Regions from separate parts of the Mus musculus genome. Here regions 1, 2 and 4 are each linked to region 3. Evidence: chromatin contacts called from public Hi-C and HiChIP or PLAC-seq data. All regions are on one chromosome and are shown on one strand. The core of a region is the stretch at or near the end of the contact, and the rest is flanking DNA. Distances in the headings are between cores, read along the strand shown. Region 1 has its middle 12 kb from the start of Gm23947. Region 2 has its middle 20 kb from the start of Foxn2. Region 3 overlaps Gm31615 (a long non-coding RNA gene). Region 4 overlaps Foxn2 (forkhead box N2).

Region 1 (4,459 bases), core at 768-3,267, 150 kb before region 3:
ACCAGATCAGACATCTGCAGCACAGCCTGGACACCCGGTCTCTCCAGCTGTAAGGACTAGAACGCTTGCCTAGCATACGTGAGGTCCTGACATCAATCCTGGTATAAGTAAGTAGGTAAATGGATAGATGATACATACATACAGACATACATGCATACATGATGCATACATACATACATAGATGATACATACATACATAGATGATACATACATACATAGATGATACATACATACATAGATGATACATACATAGATAGGTACATACATTAATGGATGGATGACAGATAGATAATAGATGGATGGTAGATAGAAAGACAGACAGAAAGGCAGACAGATAGATGATAGATAGATAGATAGATAGATAGATAGATAGATAGATAGATAGACAGACAGACCTAGTAGTCTGGTATTCTGCAACACCAAAAAAGGACAGAAAAAATATTATAATAACTATATTTTGAGCTAAGGAATTAGGCATGTTAGTACACTCCTGTAATCAGAATACTTGGAAACTTGAGGCAGGAGGATTGAGAATAGCCTACACCTGTAATCTCAGCATTTGAGAGGCAGAGTCAGGAGGATCACTGGGAGTTTGTGGTCAGTTTGGGTTACATAATGAAATTCTATTCAAATATCTAAAAAAAATGAACAAGAAAAATAAAAAAAAGGGGGTGTCCTGCTTCCGGGTTTGCAGCCTGCGGATCTGTGTTGTTCTGAGTGGCTCCCAGTGCAGTATTGTGGGCTTGTGGTTTGATTGTCAGCAGACTAACCTGAAAACTGGCTTCAGGTCAAAATCACAAGAGCACTTTGTGTGGCGAGCTGAAATCCAGGTTTATGAGGCTTATCTAGTCACTGGCTGTTCTGTTCGCAGAGGCTCACTCCCTTCTTTCAGTTCATTTACCTTCCTGCCTCTAGTGACATCAGCAAGGAAGGTCAACTGTGGGGAATGCTCACTGAAAGATCAATCACATATGATTCAGATTCACCTTTACACATAGAAAGATGGAAGGAAGGAGGGAAGAAAGATGGGAAGAAGGAAGGAAGGAGGAGAAAAGAAGCTGATAGCAAGTCCTGTGGAAGCAACACCCTCAGGACATTAGTTCTCAGCATCTCTTAAATGTTACAGTCATCAGCAGGGCTTTAAAATTCCTTATGCCAGTTGTTTATGAAGTTCCCCCAGGTCTCCTTCCTTCTCCTCCTCCTCCTCCTCCTCCTCCTCCTCCTCCTCCTCCTCCTCCTCCTCCTCCTTTTTTGTTTTGTTTTGTTTTTCAAGACAGGGTTTCTCTGTATAGCTCTGGCTGTCCTGGAACTCTTTTTGTAGACCAGGTTGGCCTCGAACTCAGAAATCCGCCTGCCTCTGCCTCCGGAGTGCTGGGATTAAAGGCGTGTGCCACCACGCCCGGCTCCAGGTCACTTTCTTTTTTTTTTTTTTTTTTTTTTTTTTCTTTTTTAAGTGCACTGTAGCTGTGTTCATACACTCCAGAAGAGGGCATCAGATCTCATTACGGATGGTTGTGAGCCACCATGTGGTTGCTGGGATTTGAACTCAGTACCTTCAGAAGAGCAGTCAGTGCTCTTAACCGCTGAGCCATCTCACCAGCTCCCAGGTCGCTTTCTTAAACCAGACCTGGGAGCAAGGAGCTGAGCTGAGTGCTACAAAACAATCAGACTTCTTCCTAAATTAAATTAAATGCAAACGTGTATATGTACATACACGGTGTGCGTGTGCGTGTGTGTGTGCGCGCGCGCGGACAGCACATGTAAGTAGAAGTGGTTCTCTACCTGCACCACATGGGTCCTACGGCTCGAACTCAGTTCATCAGGCTCAGCGGTCAGCGCTTTACTCGTTGAGCCATCTTGAGAGCTTCCGGCATTCAGGTTTTAAGGCATGTATAATAGGAAAGTGGGGAGATAGAAGCTAGGAAGGTGAAATGGCTATAAAGCATTGGACTGCTTCCTTCAGGGTGGGAGGTGATGGGGTCGCTTCACCCAGAAGCCTCTGACTGTGCTTAAGAGAAAACCGATCGTCTCTAACCACCGTTCACTTCCTGCTGCAAAAGGTTCAACCTTCAACCTTTTCAGAACTGTTTTTCTCCCTGACTCCCGTTTAAATCTTCAAACAAAATGAACTGCTACTGAAGAACTTCCTAAGACTTCGCATCCGTAGGTCTGCCTCTTCCATATCACGCTGTTCCACAATTTGTAAGTCATTAGGAGGAACCGTGTCTGACTTTATTAATTTTTCATATCGCTGAACAGATAATTTTCATATAATAAACCTTAATTGCCGCTGCTCCTAGGTTCCGTAAACATTTAGAAAGAGGTCTTTTTCAAGGGCTATTTAAGCTGAGGAAGGGAAAATTTGACCCACAGTTTATCTGTTAGCTCATTAGCATACTAATGCGGCTACAATTTACATTTGACTAGGGGGTTGTCTTTCACTCTAGAATCTTGTTGGCAGAGCATCACAGTTTTTGGTTGATTTTTAAAAACACTTTGTCTGAATACACAAGGGAAATAAGGTGGTGCTAATACTAGAAGCTTGGAAGTGAATTAATTGCTCTGAAATAATTCCACATTGGGTTGGCCTCTCTGGCGGTGGTATTTGCATGCCCCTCGTTCATGCTAATTGGCATTTAAACAGAATCAACCTACGACATTTCTCACACTTCCTAATGAATGATTATTTCCTCAAGGTACCTAAATTCGGCAGGGGGTTAAGATAGCGGCTGAAGTGCTCTAAGAACTTTCTCAGTTTAAAAAAAAAAATCTTTTTCTGAGCAATTCTGCCACTTGAAGTATTTACCTTGATGTGGACTCAGTGAAATTAACACTGGATCTCATCGCTGTAATCTTATTAGTATCAAAAGGTTTGTTTGTTTGTTTGTTTGTTTTTAGAGAACTAAAAAAAGTAAAGGCAGCGGGTGTAGTGGTGCTTTAGGGAGTCAAGAGACTCAGAGGTTAAAGTGAGCCTCATCCACTTCATAAGTTCAAGGCTAGCCTGGTGTACATGACTGTCTCAAAACAAACACGTAGCTGGGTGTTTTATATAACCTCTGGATGGGGGGTGTAGCTCTCGGTTGAGAGCCTGCTTGCCTGGCATCCACAAAGCCCTGGGTTCTATTACGACCATACCCAGCACTGGTGCGGTGATGCATACTTCTAATCCAAGGTCTTTGGAGGTAGAGGCAGAGGGGGAGCAGAAGTTCAAGGTTCTCCTTGGCTGGTGAGTTGGAGATCAGAAAAGAAAAGAAAGGCACCTGACCTGTATGTGACCATGTCTATGATAATCTCAGAGGAAGGGGTAATATGACTACGGTTTTCCCCAAAGAATAGTTTACCACTTACAGTAGGCTTAAGAAGATCAGCTAAGGTATTCACCGTTGTCCTTAGGAAAGTGTGAAAGAAAAGCCGGGCTCTCCAGAGGCAGTCTTTCTAGGATAGCTGCAGAGGAGAAAAGCTGGGATGGAGTGTGTGTTCATCCCAATTGGTAAATCAGTGTGCTTTATAAGGCTCTGTACTCCCACCTTCATCCAATGGGGGCAAGCGTACATCCTGATGTAGCTCCCGTCTACTTACTTCCTGCCTATGTGTCATCACACACATCCTGTGTGGCTGGAACATCCAACCCTGTGTACAAAAGTGAAAACATACAGTCATTGAAACTGAAAGTGTAATTGAACGCTCTCTCTCTCACACACACAGGTGGATCTGCACTGCAACTGCCAAATGAGTGAAGAGGGCCGCTCCTGGGAAGCTGCTATGGAACCAGGAAGGCCTCTCCTGGGAGGAAAAGCAAGCGTCTCATCTTTGTCCGTCTTCTCAGGAATTGGACATGCATGTGGTACAGGGTCCTGGGGAGAGGCTGGTAGCCCTGGCTGAGGACATGGCTTACAACCACAGCATGGGCTCCTGAAACACTGACTACACCAGGGGATGTAAAGGGCAGTCAGGAGAGCCGAGGAAGGCAAGCAGAACTAGAGAGCAGTGGAGGACTTGTCTGTAGGACTTGAGAGTTAGGAAAATGAACAGAAATGGGCTGTGGAAAGATATGCAAATAAGCACATCCAGGCTTGGGGATTCTGAGCTCGGACACATTCACGATGCCCACGCCACACAAGTGACAAATGTGAGTGCAGGCATGGCTGTCCTTCTTCTTTGTGGTACTAATGATTGAGCACAGGTCAACTAGATACACTATCCCTAAGCTACATCCCCAGACCTATATATCTCTACATAAAAAAAATCTAATATGCTAACATTACTAAAAAGGGTGCAAATTAACACATCACATTGAAAGACCATTTGGTAATATTCAAGTAATTTACATATTTTTCGGATTAATTTTGTTCTCAAATGTGTACTCTGAAGAAATTTACCTTTATGTGTGCAAATGGATAGGGGCAGACATTGACTGATTACTTGATTGATTAATTAGAGTTTTCAAGCTGGTCTGGAA
Region 2 (5,109 bases), core at 374-2,873, 170 kb before region 3:
ATTAGTAATTCATTTTATTATATTTTCTCTCTCTTTTTATTCTACAGGTCCTTTGTGCATATATTAGAGCATCTAGCTTAGTGGGTTTTTAAATTTTTGTTCGTTTGTTTTATTTTTTGTTTTGTTTGTTTGGTTTTGAATTTTGAGTCAAGGTTTCTCTATGTAGCCTTGGCTGTCTTGGAACTCACTCACCAAACTCACCTCCAGTTTAGTGTTTATAGGTTTCCTGAGTGGGCAAAGGAATGGGTCTCTGTGTCTATATCTATTTAATGTGCTTTTTCTAAATCTCTTTTCCTTAGGTTTGTTTTGTCCTAGTCTGATGGGTTAGTTTTTGTTTCCTCTTACTAGGTTTTATTTTATTATTATCCCTTAGAATCCTGTTTGTTTTCTAATGAAAGACAGAAAAGGGAGTGGATCCAGATGGGGGTGTGGGGAGGAACTTGAGTAGAGAGAGGGGAAACTGTAATCAGAATATATGAGAGAGAAAAATCTGCTTTCGATAAAAGGAAAAAAAATAAAATTTAAAAATAAAAGAAAAAGAAAGCAAGCGACAGAGACGGGGGGGGGGGGGAGACAGAGACAGAGAGAGAACGCTAAAGAATTTGAAATGTTTTGTTTTGTTTGTTTGTTTTATGGCTATCAAACTCACATGTACTAGATCAGCCCTACTGCTGATCTACAGCCCCAGACCTTGATCTTTATTGCTGTTGCTGTTATTGTTTGTTTTGTTTTATTTTGTTTTAACACAGGGTCTCATTTGTACAGCCCTGGCTGACCCAGAACCCAGTGATCAGCCTGCCTCTGCCTTCCAAGCGCTGAGATTCAAGGTGTGCACCACCACCCAGCCCTATTTGATTTTTCTTTTCTTTTGAGACAGGTTTTCCTGCAGCCCTGGCTGGGCTCACCGTGTAGATGAGCGGAGACACTGGCCTTGCACTCCTGACTGTTTCCCAAATGTTAGAGTTACAGGCAAAGGACACCACTCCTGGCCAATCGAGGTTCCCTTTCATTTCCTCTTTCTGTCTTTGTTTGTTTGTTTGTTTATTTATTTATTTATTTGTTTGTTTGTTTGTTTGTTTTGAGATAGGGTTTCTCTGTATAGCCATGGCTGTCCTGGAACTCACTCTGTAGACCAGGCTTGGAAACACAGCCCATGCCTTCTTAGAAGATAAACAACAGTGGATCAAATACAGCCTTGGGAAAGTTGGAAAAGGCCTTAGAAAAGATGGACCTTGAGAGGACATTGGAGTGAGTATTTCTAAATGGAGTGGAAAAGGATGACTTTGTGAGAGCTATTCACAGATGACTTCCCCACCTTTGCAGGTCTAAAAGCTTTCACAATGTGCGTGCACTCCGTAGCTGCATTTCATAAGGTCACTTAAGATACTCTCAGATTTACCACAGCGTTTCCCCACCTGCTTCTTGATCAAAGCTTCAGAACCTATTTGGAAGAATCACTTTTATTATTTTATCCCTTGGCACCGTAACATGGCATGAGTCCTGCCACGCCACGGGATACTTATCTAAAAATAACTTCAACTTGGAGACAGACATGTGCCCATGCATGCACACAGGTGTTCATGACCTCATCTTGGCAAGCTCTCAAGAGACAACAGTTCCTCATGCAGGTCCAGCTTTGTGGCTGTGATCAGGTTCCTCCCACAGGCCACAGGATGGGCAGAGCCCTGTTTTATTTACTGTTTGTGTTACAAGAGTCCTATTCTTTCACCATGTGGACTCCTGAACTAAACGCAGGTGGTCAGAATTGGCGGCAAACTCCTTCCCCCATTCAGCCATCTTGCCAGCCCAAGGACTCTGTTTTTTGAGTTTAGTGTTTGCAGCCTCAGGTATCTTAATGTTATCTTTGCATTTGGGTTTTGTAAATAAAGTTTGTTGAAGCAGTGTAGTTACAGTGGGAGTTTGGAACCTTGGCTCACATCTTCTTGCCATATAGCTCTACTTTGCAAAATAGGGTCTCAGGTGCTGGCTCTCCCATGCTCTAGCACCCCAGGAGTTTTCTGCTCCCCTTTGCCCAGCCCCAGGACCATTTCTGAGCAGGTCATGTATGAACAGAATATGTTCTGTCTAAATCTCCAATGCAGACCGACCTAGGCAGGTTGCAGAAAGGGTCTAGGTGGGACAGGTGTTAATAGGTGGGTTAGGGAATGATGGCAGCCATCCATCTCTGCTCTGAGTAGTACTATGCATTAATTTAGTGGGTATCTTGCAGATGCTAGTGTCTCACACCCATCTGTGATTGATTCCAGGTTCCAAGTGCTTCCAGGCACGGGGTGAGTGTGGGGTTGCTGCATGCCTTTGGTGACTTGGGGTGGCTAGTCATGGCAAGTATCGTCCTATTCTTTTATAAGGCCAGATGTCCTGGTCCCGTGGCTGGTGAGAGTATGAGCCTGGTAAACTAGTGGGCGTTCAGATCCCTGGGCACAGCAGTTAGGGTCTAGGGCTCCTATAAAGCTCTGTCCAGTGCTGCAGTTATGCATAGCCATTGGGTAAAGCATGGCACTAAGTATGATTGGTCAAGAGAAAGATAGTAATTGAAGAAAAGAATACTTTTGTATGTTAGTAGCTTTAACTACATCTTCTCCAGGCTTGCTGTGGTTGGTTCATTGTGCGGTTGTTTCTTGTTTACTTGTTTGTTACTTTGTTATTTGTTTGTTTGGTCAGTTGTTTGGTTTGTTTGTTTGGTTGTTATTTGCTTGTTGGTTGTTTTGTTTGTTATTTGGTTGTTTGTTGCTTGGCTGTTATGTGGTTGGTTATTGTTTGTTTGTTGGATGGTTGTTGTTTGGTTCGGTTGGTTGGTTGGTGTAGCATTATAAAGTCAGAGCCTACATCTCAGGGCTTTTCTGTTAGTTGTTTACTAGGATAGAAAAGACAGTCTTATCCAGATATGGTTTTCCATAAGAAAAGTTAGAGAATCCCACGGAGACAGGGTTTTTCTTTAGCCCTAAGAATTCAGACAGAACTATTGAACATAGATAAATTTTTTGCCCCAGGCCAGCCTTTTCTATTTTTATTTTTATTTTTATTTTTATTTTTATTTTTATTTTTATTAGCAACAGGGAGGAGATGTAGCCTCCCCTCCCCCAGCCTTAATGGTTCCACTGTTTACACCTGGATAGAGCTTGCCTGCTCAATCGTTCTGCCACGCCCACTGCTGGAACCTGCCGCTTTGCTGTTCGGAGCCATACACGTGGTCACCCTGCTACTAGACTCCAAGATTATTTGGCGGGAATCGGGCCCCTCCCCCTTCCTTCATAACTGAGTGCCGAAATAGTAAAAATTAAACCTTGAGCAGAGACCTTTGTCTTGGTTCCTTCCTTATCTTGCACAGCCCAGCCCCTCTTCTCTTCCAGGTTTCCAAAATGCCTTTCCAGGCTAAAACCCAGGCTGTGATCTGCTGGCTGGACACAACAGGTTGGTTGGTTGGTTGGTTGGTTGGTTGGTTGGTTTGGTTGGTTGGTGGTTGTTTGGTTTGTTGTATATTTGGTTGGTTGTGGTTTGGATGGTTGTTGGTTGGTTGATTGTTGGTTGGTTGGTTGGTTGATGGTTGGTTAGCTGGTTGATTGGTTGATTGTTGGTTGGTTAGCTGGTTGGTTTTGTTGGTTGGTGGTTGGTTGACTGATTTGGTTCCTTGGTGGTTGTTGGTTTGTTGTTTGGCTGGTTGACTGGTTGGTGGGTTTGGTTGGCTGTTGGTTGGTTGGTTCATTGGTTGATTTTCTACTCTAGAGATCTGGATTACTTTTCTCATTGATGACTGTGACAAAAGTCCTGACAAAAGTTGGCATGTAGGAGAAACAGAGCTGAAGTCTCAGGGTTGTACAGCTCAGGTTCCAAGACTTCAGCAAGAGTGACTATTGTTTTCTGTGCTTCCAGTCCATGCCCACCGTCCCTTTCCCTCTGCTCTCATGCCACAGTTCATCCTCAACGCCATGTACCCTCTGTCTCCGTGCCATTGTGGCTCCTCTTTGAGCTCATGCAACAGTTGGTGCCGGCCACCTGTAAGCCAGCCCAGTACAAACCAAAGACCTCCTCTTGGCTTCTAGTGTCTAGTGACAATGGTACATGCTACGGTATGCACATCAAAACTTCTCCTTCTGCAAGCTTCTCTGTGGCCTGCAGGCCACATTGGGTAGCACAAGATCTACACAGCAGGATCTACATAGCAGATGGAATGACTCGTTTTGCTTACCTTGCCTCAGTATCTACACCTCGATGCTGGAGTCTTGATGCTCACAGTACTGTGTGTTCTCCATCCATAGCAATGTCCACCTTATTGGGAGAAATAAATGGTTTGGAGCCAAACAAACAAACAAACTTGAAAACAGTCAAATTAATAAAGAAAAGTTACTTTTGATTCAAGGTTGCAGGGTACAGTCCATCCTGGCAGTGACAGTGGCTGTAGAAAAGGCAGCAGTATTGAGAGACAGCTGATCATGTTGCATCTGCAGGAGGGAAGCAGAGACAGATGTGTGCTGCCTAGTTTTACACTAACTTGATACAAGCTAAAGTCATCTGAGAGGACAGAACTTCAATTTAAAACATTCCTCCATATAATTTGTTTTGTTTTGTTTTGTTTTGTTTTTCGAGACAGGGTTTCTCTGTGTAGCTAGCCCTGGCTGTCCTGGAACGCACTCTGTAGACCAGGCTGGCCTCGAACTCAGAAATCCACCTGCCTCTGTCTCCCAAGTGCTGGGATTAAAGGTGTGCGCCACCACACCTGGCCTCCATATAATTTTCTTAATTAATGATTGATTTGGGAGGGACCATCACATCCCTGGTCTGGTGGTCCTGGGTTCTATAAGAAAGCAGGCTGAGCAAGTCCTATGAAGCAAGCCATTAAGCAGCACCCCTCCGTGGCTTCTGCAGCAGCTCCTGCTGATAGACTCCTGTTCTGATTGGGTTTCTGCCCTGATTTTCTTCAGTAATGAACTATGATGTGGAAGTATAAATAAACCCTTTCCTCCCCAAGTTGCTTTTGGTCATGTATTTTGTTTGTTAGGGTTTGTTTGTTTGTTTGTTTAGTTTAGTTTAGTTTTTATCACAGTAATAGTAACCCCAACTGTTACGTGGAATTTTAAGATTTGCTACCAC
Region 3 (5,111 bases), core at 448-2,947:
AGCACTCGGGAGGCAGTGGCAGGTGGATTTCTGAGTTCGAGGCCAGCCTGGTCTACAAAGTGAGTTCCAGGACAGCCAGGGCTATGTAGGTTCTCGAAAAAACCAAAAAAAAAAAAAAAAAAGAAAGAAAAAAAAAGAAAGAAAGCAAACTAACTTTTCAATAGGGCACAGGACAGTGTATGTGTGTGGTGGGTAGCATTTGTGTACCTGTCTGTAAGATTGAAGAGATACAAAGTGACCCCCGGGAAAGTGATCTCTACCGTAGAGACCTCCCACCCACTCATTGCAAACTAAGGGTCTTTCTTTTTGTTAGGTTAGTTTGTTTGTTTTTTGTTGTTGTTGTTTTTGTTGTTGTTTTTGGAACACTTACCAGCGCAACACTGGGTATAGGAAGGGTGTAAGGAGGCCCAGTTACCCTGCCAGGACTAGGGAACACTAAGGAGAACTCTGGTACCTGAGCTCAGGCTGCAGAGAAGTGGATGCTGCCCTGCTCTGGTTATGACACAGCTGACCCGCACACAGACTGGCTGGGAACACTGGAGAGATCTGATTGGAACCAACCACCCTGCTAGGGGAAACCTACTGGGATTGCCTACAGCAAGAACACTGCCCTTCCTCCTGCTGCCTGGAGTCTCCCTCTAGTGCCCAGATTGGCAGTTTTTCAGTTAACAGCTTAATAATTAGCTCACCAAACACTCGTGCAATCACACACTAATATGATCTGTCCTGTTCGCTGGGATACCTCAGTGCTTAGTTTCCTGGTATAAAACACAAACGGAAAACATTTGTTGATGAAGGTGGAGCTTACACTAGCTGTTTTCCAGTCTGCATTCAAAGGCAAGAAGAGTCCAAAATAACCTCGGTTGTCCTGCCAAAATTTAAGCTCATTCCTGGCTCTATTTATATTTCTCCCAGTTGGCTCTTGGCGGGGCTGTAGGAGGCAGCATAGATAGCCTAGGGCTTCGGAGAAAAATGCAGGTCCAGTGTAAAATCCCAGCCCCTCTAAGAGTTGAGATTCTCGGGCAAATTACTCAGTACCAAAGGCTTGCTTCCCTCATCTGCAAAATGCAGGTGATGATGCTGTGGGGCTTAAATAAGGCAGTCCTGCGGGGGCATGTGTTCCTCAAGGGCTCCCGCCCCACACCCCAGAGGGGTGGGCCCGTGAGTAGCTTGCCCGGATTTCCTGATCGCTGACCATGGTCCAAGCGGGAGGGCCATGGATTCGCCCATGGCTTCTAGGCAGGCCAAAGATTGTAGCACCTCAGTAGGCTAGGCATGGCACCAGGCAGACAGCTAGAGCCCAAGCTCGGCAGCCCAGGACGGCCCTAAGAATTGCGAGGGAGTTTCCTAACAACCCTATTTCAAATTTCCTAATAGTGGAGTTTCAAAGCCAGCTACCTCCTGCCCAGCACAAACGAGGGTGTGGTTGTGTTCACATTCACACTGAAACAAAAGAAAACTAGCAGAGCACCCCCACCCCCCACCCCTACCCCCTGGGCCTCGCTCAGCTCCGGACATTTTCCCAGGCACCCGGTGCAGCCGAGCTACGGGCACGCCCTACGGCCGCTGCACTTTCCAGAGCCAGGGTGCAGCCTCCCCCAAGGTCGGATCCCAAGGGGCTCCAAGGACCCGGCCCCCGGGTGAGCTGGCCGGTTTGCCTTGCCGAGCTAAGTCCGACCCGCAGTTGCAGCCAGATACTGGCCCAAGGCCTGTGGCTGGGCTCAAAATCGTCCTCTCCCGGGCTGGAATCCTGGGAATGTCGCTGCGGGGAAGCATCTGGCTGGCCTCCGGGCGGCAGGAGGGGGTCAAACCTTTTTCGGGTGATTTTGCACAAAATTCTCCCTACACCAAGGGCTGCGGTCCTGGGAAGTGGAAGCCCAAGGAATGACAAGAGAGCTGCTCGCTCCTTCTCCAGGTCGCCTTCGTCATGTCTAACTCCCGATACGCTGCCGGCGAAGCAGACAAAATGCCTTTTCCCCGTTCCGAAGACCCCTTCTTTGTGTCTATGGAAGTTCCTTCCTCGGTTGCGAACCATCTATGCCACCCGAGCGGGTCTTTCCAGCTGGATTGTCGCCACCTCGTGGCTACCTTGGTCCTTCGTCCCCCTAAGCCCTTTGCTCTCTTTGGTCTCAAGCCTATTTTTCTTTTCTTTCTACAACCAGCTATGGACTGAAACTTTATAATCCTGTTCTCTGGGCTTAGGATGTGAGCTGGGATACCTCTGTCCCCTTCTTTCTGTTACACCGCTCGCCTTCTTAAAGAGAAACGAAGCAGGTGCTAGTTGGAGGGCAGGAGTCACCGGGTTGGCAAGCCTGTGGGGGCTCGGTGTGAGGCGCCAGTCCTCTCTCTACCAATTTCCCATGAGACAAACTGATGATTAAGAAGACAAACGCACTCTGTCTTGTTCCTACTGGTTAGTGATGCTATTACACTCGATGAGTATTATTAAAGGACCCCTGTCATTAGAGACTCCCTGTTATTATTGTTATTATTATTTAGCATTTATAATGTATTCCTTATTTTCAAAACACACTATTATCTCCCTGGACTTTCCAAACACAACTGAGCGGCAGGCAGGTGACAACTTCATAAAATAGGGAAACTGAGGCACTGTAATTAGTACAGAGTTATTGGATTAATGAGTCAACAGTAGTCATTTCTCCCCAGAAGATTACTGCCTTACTCTGAACTCATGGATTCCAGTAAATGGTGATCCTGGTTTGGGAAGCTAGTTTCTCACACTCACTTTTATGACCCACTTGTAATCACGTTAGAAACCCAGTCAGGGAAGTCTTCGCACTTATGAGTCATTACTTCAAACTCATTACTGGGCACCTGGGCCACCTTAATTGTATTTTATTTTACAAGTCGAATTATTGTGATTATTGTTACTTAGTATAATAAGTATTTATTGTATTCTGCTAAAATGTATATAATGAATCTCTGTTTTTAAAAAGTAGTAACATTAGTAAGATGGATATATTTTGATCTAGAGAACAAATAGCTCTCTTTCTTTCTTTCTTTCTTTCTTTCTTTCTTTCTTTCTTTCTTTTTCTTTCTTTCTTTGTTTGGATTTTCGGGACAGGGTTTCTCTGTGTAGCCCAGGCTGTCCTGGAACTCATTCTGTAGACCAGGCTGGCCTCAAACTCAGAAATCCATCTGCCTCTGCCTTCCAAGTGCTGGGATTAAAGGCGTGTGCCACCACCACCGGGCAACAAATAGTTTTCAAGATAATCACTCTTATTGTTTGTTACCACAGGCATTCAGGAAAAATTAACTATATTATATATGTGTAGATATTTGGTTGTTTCAAGACAGAGTTTCAGGCCCTTTGCTGTCCTGGAATTCACTTTGTAGACCAGGTTAGCCTTTTGAACTCAGAGATCTGCCTGCCTCTGTCTTCTGAGTGCTGGGATTAAAGCACCTAACTTTGATTATATGATTTTAATGCTGAAGCCTATCAGCCTTTCAGAGACAAGAAAGTTCCCAAGCTTTGCTTCTAGTTTTAAGAAATCTCCAGTCTTAGCCGAGAGTGACTCAGTCCTAGTACTTCGTAGCCGAATCCCTTTCATAACTGAGTTTCCACTCCCAAGGCAGTAACAACATATGGTCATTTCCAATGTTGTATCAATATACGAAGATTTCTACCAATGTTCTATCTTCACAGAAAGGAGCTGTGTCGAGCACTCCGTCTCCTTCCTTCTGGATGAAAGAGATCTGGCATCCTGGAAGTCTCCAGTGCACAGCTTCGGCCTGTGTGGTTTGGAGAGTTGGGAAGTTTATCCGTCCATCCTGCTGCTTGGATGCCAGCCACGCAGGAGTCTCTCATACAACCTTTCTGAGTTTTTCTTTTTACCCATTTCTCATCTCAAATAACAAATTCCTAAAGGCATAATTTCAAAGAAGTTGCTCATCAGTTTAGGGGACCTGGGCCAACCTTCCCAACCTTCCCTTGTGCCCATTCATTCATTCATTCATTCAGAATGCATATGTTGTGTGTCCATATGCTGCATATTAATAATAGCTCCTTTCTTCAGTAAGTTGGGGCTAGCTCATTCCTGCGCAGCAAAGCTTCATGGTTAATTCTTGTTATTCTTACTCTGTAGTGAGAAAACTGGAGCTCCCAGAAGATGCCTATCATAGCACAAGTAGACAGGAACCTGGGAACATGCATGAGACTGCAACTCCCAGCTACTCTGACAATCAAAGCCCTGCGTTACCTTCCTGCACCTGTCACATGGAAGCATGATGAGAGGATGAAGCGGGTAAATATGAGCAGATTACTAAATTAATTTATTTATTTATTTATTTATTTATTTATTTATTTGGTTTTTCGAGACAGGGTTTCTCTGTATAGCCCTGGCTGTCCTGGAGCTCACTCTGTAGACCAGGCTGGCCTCGAACTCAGAAATCCACCTGCCTCTGCCTCCCGAGTGCTGGGATTAAAGGCATGTGCCACCATGCCCGGTGCTAAATTTATTCTTAAATAAAGCATTGTATAGATATTATTTACATTGATAGAAATCTCTATAACTGATACAAAATTGAAGTTATAATTTCTTACATTGGTACAGAATTTGTATATTGATACAGGTTTAAGGTTTTCATTGGTATAAATCTTTGTATATTGATACAAGAATTGAAATTAATATTGTTACTCTTAGATAGGCATTGTGCCTATGCAACTCATTTAAGAATTTGACCCCCAGTCCTATAGCTGCTGTTACAAACAGTTTAGGATGATTAAGTAACAGAAGTTAAGGGCCAGAGAGCAAACTAATGGTTGTATTAGATTCTGATTTAATTATAATAAAGTGTTTTCAATATTATTCAAATAGAAATAGCTAAAAGTAGTCCAGGTTTAACAGTTCATATATATATTCTTCAAAAACATCAGAAGTCCACAGAATATGCCATTTGTAATAATTTCATTGTTATTAGAATTTTGACTAAGAGACATACCAGCACCTGACAGTATCCTCTTCGTGGTTCAAAGAAGATACCGAGCATCGTAACTTCCACATGGAGTTGCTCCAGTTGTGCCAAGGTCGCCACGGGCAAGATTTGCCCTAATGCATCTACAGACAAAAAGTACTGTCCAGGAAAGGACA
Region 4 (4,680 bases), core at 507-3,006, 210 kb before region 3:
AGATCAAGTGACCATAGGTATGTGGGTTCATTTCTGGGTCTTCAATTCTATTCCATTGATCTACCTGTCTGTCACTGTACCAGTACCATGCAGTTTTTAATCACAATTGCTCTGAAGTACAGCTTGAGGTCAGGCATGGTGATTTCTCCAGATGTTCTTTTATTGTTGAGAATAGTTTTGGCTATCCTAGGTTTTTTGTTATTCCAAATGAATTTGCAAATTGCTCTTCCCTATGAAGAATTGAGTTGGAGCCGGGCGTGGTGGCACACGCCTTTAGTCCCAGCACTTGGGAGGCAGAGGCAGGCGGATCTCTGAGTTCGAGGCCAGCCTGGTCTACAGAGTGAGTTCCAGGACAGCCAAGGCTACACAGAGAAACCCTGTCTCAGGGAAAAAAAAAAAAAAAAAAAAAAAAAAAAAAGAATTGAGCTGGAATTTTGATGGGGATTTCATTGAATCTGTAGACTGCTTTCAGCAAGATGGCCATTTTTACTATATTAATCCTGCCAATCCAAGAGCATCGGCGATCTTTGTAGGAGTCTTTCTGAAATCTGAAAACTCACCCCCATAACATACATTCTTCAGCAAGGGCATACTTCCTAATCCTCTTCAAACAACCACTGAGGACCAAATATCCAAATGTTGGGAGACTTACAGGAGACCTCATTCAAACCACACCAACCATGCCTAGTCCTATGGTGCCTCAAACCTCTCCCAAAGGGTGGGGAAGCCAGGATGGGGCTTTATCGTGTATACCCATGGAGTCCTTTCTCCCATCTCCGACTGTCCAGTGCTAGACTGTGAACTTCTCATTCCTGGCCTCTGAAAATAAAGTTTTCTTTTCTGACCTTCTCGGTGTTTCCTATAGGAGAAGCCCCTCTCTCCCTTCTTAGTCTTCCTCCCTGTCCTCGCAGGGATCCCTCCTGGTGGGGCCATCAAAGCCCCACCTACCAGCCTACACTGTAGCTTCTTGTAGCATGTAGTTCCTATGAACTTGCTTTAAGCTCTGAGTGGACTGCACTACCGGGCCCTGCCCAGAGAATACTGGATCCATGGACGAAAAACACAGACACACACACACAGCTCAATTTCAACCTGCCACCTTGGTTCAATTGCTGGGCACTTCTAATCTCCTGTAGCTAGCATGTCCTTCCCACTATTCTTAGCTCAGCACATCTTAATCTGCCCTTAGCTTAGTGACCCAGTTACCTTCTCCTTGTTCAACAACCCAAAACTGCCCTCAGCTAGTTTTTTTCTAATCTTTCACCTGGGGAAGTGGCCTATGGCGGGCGGCTCCCCAAGATCTCACATGGCTGGTCACCTTTTCTCCCTCCGAAGCATGGAGACATTTCCCTTCCTCGTCTTGTGTCTCTTAGCCTGCTTGGCAGGATGTGGAAGTCCCGTCTCTTTCCTTTGTTCAGCAATTGGCCATTGGCATCTTGTTTGATAGATGAAGAACCAACTGCTGCTTGTATTACGAATGCTAATTATGTTTCACTAAAAACCTGTTTGTATGAGAGTGTCTGCACTTAACTCCTGGGAGTCTGCCCCCCCCCATCACCCTCCCTTCTCCACCCCACCCCGCCCCCATTGGTTCAGATTGGTAATAAAGATGCCAACAGCCAATAGCTGGGGGTGGGGGGGGAGACACAGGCAGGATTTGAGGATTCTCAGGTTTGGGGCCAGAAGAGAGAAGGGATGAAGGAGAGATCCAACATGCCAGGAAAGTGTGGAGGGAGGAAAGATGTGATGCCTGAGAAGAGAGATATGGTTGCCATGTTAATGAGCTGGGAGAGTTTGGCCCAACTGAGCAGTCCTGAGTCCAGAGAAGCCAAGATAGAACATAAAATTGGTAAATAACTGAGGATTAACTGCATGGAGGTTAGACAGTGGTCCAGCTATTGAGCTACTTAAGGCATATCAAAATATAAAAGCTGTGCGTGTGTTTCATTCAGGAACATAAACCTTGGGGCGGGCAAACCCTCCATCGGGATTTATTAAGTAGAAAATACTACAACAGCACTCCTTCTAAACACAGAGTTTTAGCTGTCTGACTCTCTGGATCAGCATCCAGAGCTCCTAGGAGCTCCATGATAATCACGTGACTCCCAGAGCATCCAGCTGAGAATGTCTTCTTAAAATATATTGCATGGCTGGTTCTTGGTTCTACCATGATATTCAGGCATTTTTCTGAGCTGCACTTATCCCTGCCTTTGGGGTCCCTTTGTTCCTTCCTTCTGTCTTTCCTAGGCAGCTTCCCTCAGTGCTCTTGCCTTCCAGACACTGCCTTGAATATCTGTTTACAGCCTCTGTTATCTGCAAAGCACTGGCTGAAGTCTAGTGTGATGATAACATACGTGGGAGGCCAGGGCAGAAGGATCATGAGTCCTGCCTAAGCTAAATAGAAAAGCCCTATCATGAGAAGAGAAAACAGACAAACCAACAAAACTTTAATGCTAAAATAAAAGCTTTATAAAAGAAAAGTTGGCTTTTGGAATTCTGAGATGGCAATCACCATTTCCATATTGACTTTGTGGTTCTCATGGGCAATACCCAACGGCCTAGGAGGGCATCTAGAGAAGAAAGTGATCAGTGATCAGCTCTCCCACAGGAAATTTACTGGGCTGTCCACTCTGGGCTCCAGGACCCTTACCCTCCTCTTGGATCCCAGCCTGCTCCCTCTGCTTGAGGGAGTAACTTCTTCTTCTTTTTTTTTTTTTTTTTTTCTTTTTTTCCGAGGCAGGGCTTGTCTATGTAGCCCTGGCTGTCCTGGAACTCACTCTGTAGACCAAGCTGGTCTCGAACTCAGAAATCTACATGCCTCTGCCTCAAAAGTGCTGGCATTAAAGGAGTATGCCACTACAGCCCTGCGAGGGAGTAACTTCTTGCCGCCACTTTATGGGTGATTTGATGAACTTGGAGTTCCCTTTTCATTTTGTTTGTCCTTAAAATCATAGGCTAATTAAAGGAACACGCCCACCATATGAAAAGCCCCAGATATCGGCCATGGTATCACAACAATTTCAAAGTATATAAGACAGCCACCCTTAGCTACACATTGAGTTTGATCTCAGCTGGGTTACATGAAATCCTAACTCTACAAAGACAAGAAGAGAGGGAGAGAGGAGGGGAGGGAGGGAGGGAGGGAAGGAAGGAAGGAGGGAGGGACGGAGGGAGGAAACAAACATTAAATAAAAATCAAACAAGTAAAAATGAATATAAAAGAACTTTATATAGTAGTCTTTAAAAAAAACTTTAGAAACTCAGATGCCTAAGTATTTGGGAAATACTGAACATTGTTTTAAGGTTACAAAATAATTCCTCCCCCTGCCACACACTGTAGTCCATTCTCCCCTCTCTAGTTTCAGAGAACAAGAGCCTGAAAATTTTCGCCTCCTTCCTGAACATTCACCAGCAGTTGAAAGGTTGGTGGAATCATGAGCCCTATGACCAATCACTATGTAAAGCAAGGATAAGTAGGTAGATATCCATATGTGATTACTGCAATAAGATTTTTGACTTTTAGAAGCGTTTATACCCTCCCCAGTAGGCTATAAAAACTTGTACACAACTATAATATATACTGTAGAAACAACAAACAAAGGGCTACAGGAGCCACGAGGGAGGGAAAGAGAATGCTAAACTAAAAAGATAACAGTGAAAATAAGTTTTAAAAGGAAAATCAATTATAAGGTTAATGGTTGCTGGTTGGTGATGGCATACACCTTTAGTCCCATCACTTGGAGTCAGAGGCAGGCAGATCTCTGAGTGTGAGGTCAGCCTAGTCTACAAAGTGAGTGCCGGGACTACACAGAGAAACCCTGTCTCAAAACCATGTCCCCACCCCCCAATTAATGGTAAAAGAAAGAGAATCCAATCAAGTATGAACATGGTATTCTATATCAGGCCAGTGATTCTCAACAATTCTAAAGCTAAGAGACCCTTTAATATAGTTTCCCTAGCTGTGGTAACCCCTGAACATAAAATTATGTCATTGCTACTTCATAACTATAATTTTGCTACTGTTATTATATACCAGGATCAAACAGTTTTACCTATCTAGGTCTTATTTTCCTGGTCATGAAATAAGATAGTTCATCAGGATAATGTATAAATTCCTTTCAAATTCTATATCCAAGTAACTTGGCATCGTGAAGAACAAACATCAAGCTTAGAATCTGGGGTCTTAGAAGAAGAAAGAACAAAGTCCCAATTTATCTCTAGATTAAACAATGAGTTGTAAATTAGGTCTGGTCTTTAGGAGAACTTAATAGAGTCATTAGCACCCGGATGCTATGTAAAGCCAAAGGAATGGATACTGTTACCCAAGAAAACACAAAACTAAACAGGCAAAAGGGAAAGTAAGTTCCTAAACAACGATTTAAAAGTAACTGTAAAAAGAGCTGGGTGTGGCATACACCTTTAATCTCATCACTTGGAGGTAGAGGTCTGCAGACATCTGAGTTAAAGACCAGTCTGATCTAAGCTCCATTAGCAGCTAGGGCTGCACAGAAAAACTGTCTTAAAAAACAAAAACTAAACAAAAAAGTTAAAGTAAAGAAAAAGCATCCAGGGAAGTATGAACATGGTTTCATATACTATGCAAATCAAGTAATTTCTAAAGCTATCCTTACCTTTTAACACAATGTCAAAACAAGTCCACAGACTTAGACATGAGACAAG

The links. A called contact is a pair of places that touch in the nucleus more often than the background predicts. HiChIP or PLAC-seq counts read pairs in DNA pulled down with a chosen protein or histone mark.
Region 1: a contact with region 3 is called in a Hi-C map of CD8 T cells, with 3 times the contacts expected there. The contact joins two enhancer-like sites. A contact is called at or near these places in 27 of 484 Hi-C or Micro-C datasets (B cells, CD4 T cells, CD8 T cells and 16 more) and 13 of 115 datasets of contacts at active chromatin or transcription factors (bone marrow-derived macrophages, differentiating embryonic stem cells, effector CD8 T cells and 6 more).
Region 2: a contact with region 3 is called in a Hi-C map of colorectal tumor organoids, with 1.9 times the contacts expected there. The contact joins two enhancer-like sites. A contact is called at or near these places in 36 of 484 Hi-C or Micro-C datasets (the 3T3-L1 cell line, 3T3-L1-derived adipocytes, the 63-12 cell line and 32 more), 15 of 115 datasets of contacts at active chromatin or transcription factors (bone marrow-derived macrophages, embryonic basal ganglia, embryonic fibroblasts and 8 more) and 2 of 9 other capture datasets (adipose tissue and liver).
Region 4: an H3K4me3 HiChIP or PLAC-seq map of fetal liver shows a contact between it and region 3, with 2.7 times the contacts expected there. The contact joins two enhancer-like sites. A contact is called at or near these places in 4 of 39 promoter capture datasets (the C10 cell line, the HPC-7 cell line, cranial neural crest and 1 more), 2 of 15 datasets of contacts at CTCF or cohesin (the NIH/3T3 cell line and large pre-B cells), 5 of 484 Hi-C or Micro-C datasets (bone marrow-derived macrophages, liver, muscle stem cells and 2 more) and 20 of 115 datasets of contacts at active chromatin or transcription factors (the NIH/3T3 cell line, bone marrow-derived macrophages, embryonic basal ganglia and 12 more).

The regions. Positions count from the first base shown.
Region 1 is chr17:88,402,694-88,407,152 of GRCm38.p6, reverse strand. No RefSeq gene overlaps it. Among named protein-coding and RNA genes, the nearest start is that of Gm23947, 12 kb to the right of the region's middle. Within about 2 kb of position 2,017, at least 25 of the 459 cell types and tissues checked have an H3K27ac peak or open chromatin away from gene starts, as enhancers often do. A contact at or near this core is called in CD8 T cells, embryonic stem cells, memory CD8 T cells and 1 more, where this site is marked.
Region 2 is chr17:88,417,910-88,423,018 of GRCm38.p6, reverse strand. No RefSeq gene overlaps it. Among named protein-coding and RNA genes, the nearest start is that of Foxn2, 20 kb to the left of the region's middle. Within about 2 kb of position 1,623, at least 4 of the 459 cell types and tissues checked have an H3K27ac peak or open chromatin away from gene starts, as enhancers often do. A contact at or near this core is called in colorectal tumor organoids, where this site is marked.
Region 3 is chr17:88,252,852-88,257,962 of GRCm38.p6, reverse strand. It overlaps Gm31615 (a long non-coding RNA gene), which reads left to right. Exons shown (of 7, transcript XR_877113.1): 4 at 3,668-4,265. Among named protein-coding and RNA genes, the nearest start is that of 1700116H05Rik, 52 kb to the left of the region's middle. Within about 2 kb of position 1,697, at least 289 of the 459 cell types and tissues checked have an H3K27ac peak or open chromatin away from gene starts, as enhancers often do. A contact at or near this core is called in CD8 T cells, colorectal tumor organoids, embryonic stem cells and 3 more, where this site is marked.
Region 4 is chr17:88,464,412-88,469,091 of GRCm38.p6, reverse strand. All of the region lies in intron 2 of Foxn2 (forkhead box N2), which reads right to left. Among named protein-coding and RNA genes, the nearest start is that of Foxn2, 26 kb to the right of the region's middle. Within about 2 kb of position 1,756, at least 15 of the 459 cell types and tissues checked have an H3K27ac peak or open chromatin away from gene starts, as enhancers often do. A contact at or near this core is called in fetal liver, where this site is marked.